2 separate regions of the Anas platyrhynchos genome follow, and region 2 is linked to region 1. Evidence: chromatin contacts called from public Hi-C data. All regions are on one chromosome and are shown on one strand. The core of a region is the stretch at or near the end of the contact, and the rest is flanking DNA. Distances in the headings are between cores, read along the strand shown.

What was found. Hi-C and Micro-C count contacts between places; a contact is called where the count stands out from the background.
Region 2: a Hi-C map of liver shows a contact between it and region 1, with 6 times the contacts expected there. The contact joins two enhancer-like sites. A contact is called at or near these places in 2 of 8 Hi-C or Micro-C datasets (liver and subcutaneous adipose tissue).

What each region holds. Positions count from the first base shown.
Region 1 is chr21:3,698,276-3,703,450 of IASCAAS_PekinDuck_T2T, reverse strand. The region is part of intron 2 of LOC139999238 (a long non-coding RNA gene); the gene reads left to right. Among named protein-coding and RNA genes, the nearest start is that of SULF2, 89 kb to the left of the region's middle. Within about 2 kb of position 2,725, at least 1 of the 8 cell types and tissues checked has an H3K27ac peak or open chromatin away from gene starts, as enhancers often do.
Region 2 is chr21:3,938,393-3,943,567 of IASCAAS_PekinDuck_T2T, reverse strand. SULF2 (sulfatase 2) reads right to left here. Exons shown (of 25, transcript XM_072026626.1): 16 at 901-1,144. Among named protein-coding and RNA genes, the nearest start is that of NCOA3, 98 kb to the left of the region's middle. Within about 2 kb of position 3,022, at least 3 of the 8 cell types and tissues checked have an H3K27ac peak or open chromatin away from gene starts, as enhancers often do.

The DNA of each region.
Region 1 (5,175 bases), core at 1,476-3,975:
TCAGGCTGCCTGTATCATGCCTCTTACAGTAAAGGGAGAGTGTTGGCTTCACATGTGTTGTGAGTGCCAACTATTTGCTTTCACATGCTCTCTCACATTTGGGATAACAGGCTAGCAACAGTCATTGTTCCAATAACATTCAGTTCTGTGTAATAGAATACTATTGCAGGGTTTATATATTGCTATACAAAAGCTAGTTTTATTACATCTCAGCAAGTAGTACAACTCTAAATTTTGCTTGAAGATGAAGTGTAAAGCTAAAGTAGTGTATCAAAAGGATTATCAAAATGAGAAAAGTAAAGAAGCAGTGGTGTAATCAGGCTTTCAGCATACTCTGACCATCAGCTGCTCTATGATGGTTACATAGTTCGTATTCAGAAACAATTGACAGAATCAGATTACTGGAAGGTCACAACACATAATGAACCAAATGAGTCCCTGATGGGTAACTGCTGCTGGGGAGGATGAATATAGTCTGCATGTTTAATGCACTTGGTTCAAAAGTTAGGTAGCAAACCATCTTCCAGTTCATGCATTTGGCCCCTAGGATCCCCACTTCAGAGTGGCTTTTGAGAGAAGGAAATGTGTGAGTGCAAGCACATGTCCTGCAGAACTTACGATTTGCTTTGGAAGTTTTGTATACAAGTACAAGCCAGTCTATGTTGCAATAAATGAGTAGGTTTATTTATTTTGTAGGTCACTACTGTGACTTTTGAATTTCTGATTCACAAAGACAAGTGGCTTCATTAACAGTTGGCCTGCTTACTGATACTCCTATGGTAATCAGAAAATGCCAGGAAACTACGCAATGCTCAGTGCTTAATGGTGTTAAGTATCTGTATTTTTATACACTGTTCACTGATGAATAGGCAGGGGACGTACGAAGGTGTGAAGGTGATGGATGGAGAAGTAAGGAAGGCAGCAGAAAAAAAAGTTGTAGGAGTTTGCTTTGTGCTTTGCTGTTTGGACAACAGTCTTGGGTTTCTTTCTAACATTCAGCTTGAAGTGTTTGATAGACATTGAATAGATTGCCTGATGTATAAACTACTGAAGGTAGTTCTCTTTTACCTTAAGGGAAATCTAAGGGTCCTGGTACACAAGACTGATACATGTGTGTTTTTGCATAGAAATTCAGGCTTCCATCTGACCAGCTGTGTGAGAACATGACTACTGCAGCTATCCATGCACACAATTTTTTAAAAAGTGCCTTGATCCTTTTCCACGGGCAACATCAATCCCACCTGCTGTTTCAAAAGTTAAAGTAAATGGTCAACAGCAGACACAGCATAGTAAACATTTCTTAAAAAACAGAGAAATAATCTGGCAACTCACTTCTCTGACAGACCTGATGGGAGATTCTTGCTCTCCAGTGGTGACCGTTGTGCACCCTGTGTTTCTTGAACAGGAGGAGCTAGTAAGGTTTCTTAGTTCGGCTCTGCAATTGCAGGGAATTGTCTGGACTTGTGTTACACAGATTATTTCCTTCCTTGTATGGAAAAGGCAGTTGTGTAGTAGTTGTTGATAGCTGCTGCACAGCTTACAGGGGCATTGCCACATTAGTGTTATTTGAGACAGAATCATAGAACAGGATGTCTTTAAAACAAATACACGCAATAAAGTTCATTTGTCTTCTTTAAAAGCAGCAGTGTTTCCTTGCCTTGCCAGTGGAGGGGTCTCTAACAGCATGGTTTTGAGCGACCAGCAGTGATCACCGAAGTACAGTGACTGGCATGTACACAAACCTAGCGTCAATTCTCACTGTCCCCATATAGAACTAAGAAAAATGAACTTGGAACTTCCAAGTGAGCTCTGTGTGTCTAACTTGTTAACTTGTGTATGGTTTTCGATGTGGGCACAGTTGTACAGGTTACATCCAAGTCATATTTGTCTAGTTGAAATTCCAGACTAGTTAAATCTTACTCTTGACTCAGAACAGTGTTTTTCTTTTGTTGAATGGTAGTAGACATCTCTGGAACTTTGTGGGTTGAATTCCCCGTGGAGGAGAAGTCAGAGCCACAGTGTGAATGTATTCTAAATGCAACTTGTTTTGTTATGTGCATCGGTGCTGGAACAGAAGCAGTCACAGATGGCAGATTGGTGACCCCTTCTACAGAACACCACTGCCAGAGAGTAAGTTCTTGTAAAAGGACTGATATCCATCAAAGAACAAAGCAGAGATCAAACTTTCCTGCCTTTGACACGACAAAACTTTATCTAAGAAAAATATAATCAGCACTTGTACTGTCAGCATGTCTTCCAGAGAGGGAACATTTGCTCACACTGGGAAAAATGCTTGGAATATTGGGCAATAGTGCCACCTGGTGAGGGTTGAGACTGGGAGTGCTACTTAGGGACAAGAGGTCCAAACCAGCACATTAGAGGTAAATGCAGTTTGAAGTGTTACTGTGCCTCATGCAAATAAAGAAGCTTATAGTTTTGTGTGATAGTTGATACATGAAAAGAACGTTGGTTATTGGCATGCTGGATGTGCAAAAAGACCTGTAAGGCTGTACTGTTTTTTTAAGAGTAGGGTGGCACAATGGTGCACGCTTGCACTATTCCTTTTACGCTTACCACTTATGGAAGGTGGAACTAATTTATTGCTGTTTACACACCCTTAGTGGTTTTCCGACCTTCCCAGCAGCACATAATCATAACAGTGTGAGAACGCTGTGGTGCTGCACACAATCGCTCGCTTGTTAGGAGCTGACATAAAGAGATGCTCAGTCAAAGCTACAGTCAAAACTATCAGCAAAAGGAGATAAAAGCAAGATGGCAACTCGAACCAGATGGAGTCATGCTTCTTTTGTGTATATAAGATTTCTTGTGCTGATTGTAGCTTTACCCTGCCATATGTAGGTCACTTGGCTGGCAAACTATTAATGTCTCCTAGATCTGCTATAGTTTGTGCAGTGATAAATTACTCTCTTTCCTGGGAAAATGTGTGTTAAGGTTAGCCGTGAATTTACCTTCCTGACAGACTCAATGTGGGCAGAGGAAAACAATTAACCTGTTTAAGGGCAAATATTCTGAGGAAGAAATTGCATATAGGAAGACCCAAGCAACGCTTCCCTCGTATAAGACATAATGGTTCAATTATGCCCAAACAGATCAGTTTAGCATGATGAATGGAAAAGCTTTTATGATAGTGGTTTTTCAAATGATTTGAATAATTTGTTTATAGCCCAGCCAAAACAAGTTAAAGTCAGTGAGAAAATTTCATGGTTGAGGGAGGGGGGAGGAGTTGTATGAAAAAACTGAGCTGAGTTCACCACGTTCAACTGAAGTCAGCACTGTAGCTAGGAGGGGGGAGATGAACTCAGCACAGAGCTTAGCAGAAATGAAGTTAAGTCTTTCTGAGGAATGGGAACTTACTGCCTACCTTTCAGATATGCAGGCAAAATAAGGCCAGTTGAGGGAATACGGTGATGAGGCTATAGAATAAGAATCAAATAAAATGACCCAAGTGTAAAAGGTTTTGAAGGAGAGCAGATTTCATCTCCTTTTTTCTTGGTGGTTTGCCATGTTTGGCGCTGGCACAGAATGCTGAACTGAATTGGAGCTTTTATTAGCAGCTTGAGACAGAGACATTTTGAATTCCTTCTGATTTATGTTATGCAGCACTTTTATTTTATGGGGTTGACAAAGAGCAGCAAGACCTTTCTGCTGGACTTTGTATGTGTGGTATCTTTGTACATCTTTGCCAGCCGAAGTGGAACTCACTTGCTTTGACATTGGCTGAGCAGCCACTCAGTGCTGAGTACGTACTTAATCTTCACTCTGACACATCCTCTGGTTATTAAAAGATGCCAGCATTTGCCCAGATTTCTTGTCATTGATGTATGCTGGGGACTCAGATATCTGTCTGGGCATTTTTCAGAAAGCAAGGAAAATCCTTGGGAGCTCAGAGTCCACGCTTCAGATAGGCGGTGATTCCATCACGAAGAATGAGAAGGGAAATGAACTGAGCAGAGAGTTACAGCAACACGTTAGCAGAGCTGTGATTTTTGTTCTGAGGTTAGGGGGACCATGGGAGCATCTGAGCTAGTGAGATGCCAAGGATGTGGGAGAGCATTTCCACTGTGCAGGTGAATGCAATTTTTCCAAAGCTGAAAGGTGTCAGTGATTGAAGGATGGAGAGAGGGAGTAAATGAGGGCAGGGGTCCTAATGGAATCTCCTGCCTTGTGTTGGTCAATAGAGAAATGAACAGATCCCAGACCTGTATAACTTCCTCCTCCTGCTGACGCTTCTTTTACAGCTGACCACAGGAGTAGCTTAGTTGTGAAGGCTTTTAGGATGGTATCGAGCCTGGCAAATGAACAACAGGATCACTGGTTGAAAGGAAAGAAAAAACAGGAGAAATAACAATAACAATTAAGAATGCATGAAAAAGAGAAAACATCTAGAAGGGAAGGAAAGAAAAAGATGGAGGATGCTGTCATATGTATGGGATTAACAGAGAGTGAACAGGAAAACTTGAGTATTGGTGTTTTCCCTTGATGGTACAGGAAAGGAGAACACCCTATTCCTAAGAGAGAAAATCTATCCAAACTGGAGCTGTGCAAGCTAGTTGGTCAAATTCTCCCATAATAAAATGTAGATTGAGATAGATCAAATAATTCTGTGACTTCTTGCTGAATTGTTTATGTGATGTTTCTGAAACAAAACATTTCCATTTTTTTAAAAATAACAATAATAAAAAAGTAAATGCCCAATGATCAGTCATGTTTTCTTTCAGCAAATTGAAAATTTTAATGTCTGAACTCACCAAAAAACATTATCTCACTGGATAAAAAAAAAAAAAAAAAAAAAGAAAAAGGAAAAAAGAAAAAAAAAAAAAAGCAAAGACTTTAAGGACTTAGTGTACATCTAATTTCTTTAATAATTGTTTTCCAGATCAGTGATGAAAAAAAAGTCAGCTGCTCACATATATATATTCCAACCACTTCCCACTATTTAGTAATGTTGTAACAAACACGATCCTGGGATTTCTGAACTTGCTGTAGCACATTGGATCACTGATCCATCTGGAGCAACATTCTGTCTCTAGTTTTGCCCAGTTCCTGACATTTTAGTAGAAGACAAACAAAATGTGGGGGGGGGAATAATAATCAATTACTAAGTTACTATTCTCCTCTCCTAGGCTGAGGTACTGAGTTGTGTAAGGGAGTCTG
Region 2 (5,175 bases), core at 1,773-4,272, 240 kb before region 1:
GAACTCTGCTGATGTCAACCTTCCTGTTTCCTCATATTAGCAAATCTCTAACCCTGTAAACTGAAGTCAAATGGAAACCACAGATTTCAACAGCAGCTATCTGGTTCATGCATATTTGCATGAGCTAGTCATTAAACAATTTAATTCACATAATCCATAGTGATTGATGGATTTTCTCATAATTCACAAGTAGAAAGGGTGACAAAACACTGAAGTAAGTACAGTTGAAGATACATCACCAGACCCTGGATCTGCACACTGAGAAACCTTAAACTATTACAGTCTCTTTAGAACGCAGACAATTCCCTCACCTCTCTCTCCAATGTTCCATTCCCCAATACTCCTGGTCTATCTAACCTCCTCCATAACATAGATTTTCCTTTCCTAGCACTGGGTACAAGCAGCTCTGTGATGCTGCTGCTTCCTTTGGGACTGATTTTGTATTTGAAATACAAAGCAACCAATGGCATGTTGAAACTGGGTCATATTCCAGTTGGAGTATGGAGTATTTTGATCTTCAGACAGGCCAGGTTACCTGCTGCACGCTGAGATTTACATGGGTAGAGTCTTCCCTGGTTTCAGATAGGTGTACACACCAACACTGCAAACAGTTTCACTTGTCCTTACTGGAAATGTGTACTTATCGGTGATTACTGTCTCCAAAGCGTAGAAGACATACAAGCACCTCTGTGGTTCTTCAGTAGCTTTCATGCCCCTTTGTGCATGATGACAAAATTAAAACAAAACTGAAAGGTGTGTACAAATGAGAATAAGAAGTTCAGTGAAGTCAGATGGTAGCCAAAAGGGACACAATATGCTTATCAAAAGGTAACGCACCCATTTATGTAAAGCAGCCACTCAAGCAGCAAAAGTTTATAGAAACATACAGTATTTACTCACCTGTGAGTAACTTTTATTAGATTAGGGGCTGTATATTCTGCAATGCCACCAGTGCCACTGTATTCTGCCATGTCTTTATCTTCCTCCTCAGGAGGAATAGCCCTCTGCATCTTGTGTCGCTTGGTGATGTTTCTTGGTAAGACAGGTTGGTATCCGTCCTCTAAACCCAAGTTATAAATGGCTCCATTCAGCTCAACAGATACAGAGCGGATAGAACGATTCCGGACATAGCTCGGTTTGTATTCTGCACAGAAAAGGGAGTAAAAGGATTAAGACGGGGAGAAACAGCAGGTTACACTTTGGTTCTCTGTGGTTCTTGGCAAACAACAGCCCCTAACGTGACATTTGGAATTCACTCAATGACAACTGCTGTTTGTTGCAGTGCTGCCATGTCATTACCTGCTGGGAACCTTAAAGTCTGAGAGAGAGGGATAGAGTGCAAATGCACAAGGATGGCAGAGGGGAAAGAGAAAGTACTTGTACAGTCATGACTCAGAGTGAACAACTTTCAAAGAAACTCTAAAAGAAGCTCTTCCCCCAAGAGCCACTAGATGGCAGTAACACTTTAAAAAATAATTCTGAAATTTAAAGACAGTAGGGTCTCAGGTCATCCTTGCGGATTAGTTCTCAACTACATTCTGTCATCTACTGTAAAACATTCCAGTGCCGGTATTCCTGCAACACTTCTCAGAAGTCATCCCGAATTTCAACAGGGAGTACTCGAGTATTCAGCCTGAACTTCTCAACTCCATACTCTTTTTTTTTTTTTCAATACAAGATTTTAATGGGAGGGATTAATATTTGAATCTTTACTTTTATCCACATTTAATTATTTTCTTTGCAATTATTTTCCTCATGTGCAGGCCAGACAGAAAGTTTCTACAAAAAGCACTACCCTCCAGTGCTATGCATGCCCTCAGAGTTTGCCTCTGTGTTTGCAGCCCAAAGACAGAATGAAACATTCGCTATGAATCTGCACTGCACAGTATGAGATCCCAGTGATTTGCCATTGCTGCTTTCCAAAGTTCTCTCTCCTGACCCAAATCCCAATTCCTCTTCAGTTTTGTCTAAAGTGACATGAATATCTCCTAGCTATGGAGTATGAATCCATATCTAAACTTCCCTACTGTACAGTAGGGCTCACACCTCTGACTATTTCCTGCTCACTGCAGTGACCGCTCAGTCACTCATGTTAAGCAGAATTATTTCACTCCTGGAGAAAAAAGCATGACCAAAGTACCATAGCTCCAGACTCCTGGCTGTGTATATGTGCTTTGGAGTCACCCAAGATGTTGCTGGAACCAAGCAAGCCTCTTAGTTCCTCTGGTCACCTCTCCTTCACCCTGAGCTGAAGCACAGCACTTTTCACTAGAACAGGACCTCCTGCTGCAACCTGGTAAGGGAAAACTCATCCAGTGTGCCACATGAGAAGACCAACACTTCTCGTTACCTCAAGATCCACAGAAGAGCCAACTTTATCTCAGGGATAAACTCCACTGCAAAAACAAGCAGTGAAGAAAAGAAATGGGAGGTAGAACAACCAAATTTGACAAAAGAAATATTCACAGCAATTGGCATGCATTGGCATTAACACAGACTGACTTCTTTCAAGAAGCTTACATGAATTCTAACTGGATTACAAAGTCTCAAAGGCCATTTTGTAGACTGTGGGAAGAGAAACAAACATCCCCTCCCACCTGAAACTGGTCCAAGCCCTAAATTCACATCAGTGCCACACACAGAAAGCAGGATACCAGCTGAATTGTCTGTTTTAGCCCATTTTTCACCTGTGGCTCAAAGTTTATAGCTGATATTAAGCCAGGTTAGTCACAGCTGAGAAAAAAATAAATTTTAAAAAAGCAACAAAAAGACCAACTGTATTTCAGGCACCCATTCAGGAAATGTTTGAATAAATGAGAAGGAAACTCCCATCTTTTTAAAAGTAGGAGGAAGTTCCAAAAAGCTACACCCTAACAATTATATTCAAAGTGTAAACTCCCATTTCTTTAATTGTTCCCTCATTTCATCTTGTTAAGCTCAGCCAACTAACAATTTACCTTCCTTCCAAGTCCAATATACCAAGCTAGCATGTTGGTCCTCAACAGACAACTGCAGGGAACTGCCGTCTCCACACGCCCCTGAAGAATTCGAAGCCAGGAGCTGCTCCTCCCTTGCAGCCTGTCCTAATCCAGCCTTATAAAGAACAAATTGGTCTGGAGAGAGACAGCTCATGAAGGCCTTGCATTATTACAGCATGCTATTCACAGTGCTGACTCAATGCTGTGAGTAGTACCAAACTCCATCATTTTCAGAGGAAGTGGTTAAAATATTTAGTAAGCTCAATATTCATCTGTAGGCACAAATACCAGTGTCTAATTACTTGATCCTCCCTCGGGCTTCAGTTTTACTTTCCAATTCTTATACCTGTATATACAACCCACACAGGATTTAGGGCTGTTAAATATTTTGCCCAAAATAATTATTCTCCTTTTTTGAATTATTAAAGATTGGCCCTGGTAAGTTGAGTCCCTGTGCCTCTTCTCCTCCGCCACTGCTAAGAAATTACATCCTCTAAATTAAATCTGGATATAGAGTCCAGAGAAATTTCAGCATGAGAAAGCTAACGAGTTTTCAATGCCACACTCATCCTGCCTCAGCTCCCTGGATCACTTTACAGGCACGCGTGGCTTCACTCTAGCCTGACAGGGACAGGCACTGTTACAGTCCAGAGTTCCCCCAGATGGTCTAGGGACTCAAATACTTGCATTTTTACAACTACTTGGTGACATCTCAGGTTTCAACACCGTCTAGAGCAAGCACGAACTGCAGTATCTGAGATTATTATTCAACTGAATAAAGTGAGGTAATGCTGTATTATAAAACCATAAGCTTCGTATCTGACATAAACATGCCCAGCCTTCAGGTTTGTATTTAACTCTCCTCACGTCCTCATCACTCAAGCTTTATTACTTATTTTGCTGCTGCCAAAACCATGATTTAACACTGAGATCATTTGAAAACAATCTCAGGGATAGCTGAGAAGACCGTGACCAACTGTATCTACTGCTTAGCCGTTTCTTCTAAGCAGGAATGTGACTGCTCAGCAGGGCCATTAGCAGAAGACAGAGAACTCCTGGGCCTTCCTGTCATCATTTATTCCAGGTAGGTGTTTTGCGTCTGATGCATTGTCCAGCATCATGACGATGATGGAATAAACCAGCATGCAGGAACTCTGCATATGAACAGTGGGCCATGAGGAACCAGCACCAGCCACCTCAATTTTGTTATATTCCCCAGTAATGTCTCTGTATTTTCTCAGAGTCCTGTAGAGAAGCAGCACTTTTTCTATAAGACCAAAGTAAAATTAGGCACTTTGAAGTCAAATTTTTGAAAATATCTCAAGCGTCTAGTAATACAGATAAAGGATTAGAGGAGGATTTTCTTGATCATTAGGTAACTAGAAATTTCTAGAAATCTTATTTTGATTCTGTTTTCTTGGATATTTCAAAGAGGAGAAAAAAAAAAACACAAAACAACCTCCAAAAATTTCCATACACCCAGTTTCTCACAACTGCCATTAAAAATCATACTTCAAATGCATTATCTTTAAAGTACTTGATGTTTGGGTATTTTTTTTTTTATAACAAAGAAGGCCATTTTGCTACAGTATTGAAACTACTTCAAAAGAAAAACAAATTACATGAGAATTGGAATAAAAACGTACTAGCTTCTTTGTACACACTCTGTACACAAATCTGTGTGGCCTATCATCATTTCTCTACATGCAGCTTAATAACTCCTTTAATCATATGCACTTGTTTGTCACAGGAGGAAGAGATGAAATCCACAGCAAGAAAAACATAATAGACAACAAACAACCGAAGATTTTAAGAGCTCATTATTACTTTAAATTTCCCTCCCATTGCAGAGCTTTATTTCATCATTCTTATAAAAATAAGAACACACCAATGTGTGTTCTTATGAAAACAGAGGACACTGCAATGCAGAACAGGTAACAGCTTTGCAGGTGAGCTGTGTACTTACTTGTTCAGGGCCCAAAAGGCATGCAGATGGCATGACACTGTTTTGCAATTAATTTACTCAATTTAGGAAACATTCTTGCCTCTTAAATGTAATGGTGTACATGACAACGGATCTAGACCATGCCTACATTAGAAAGCAATTATTTTATCAAAACATTTGGTGCTTTGGCCCCTCTATCAGCAATTTAGTCTGGTCTTCTAGACCATGCATTCACCATGCACTGCTGGGTTG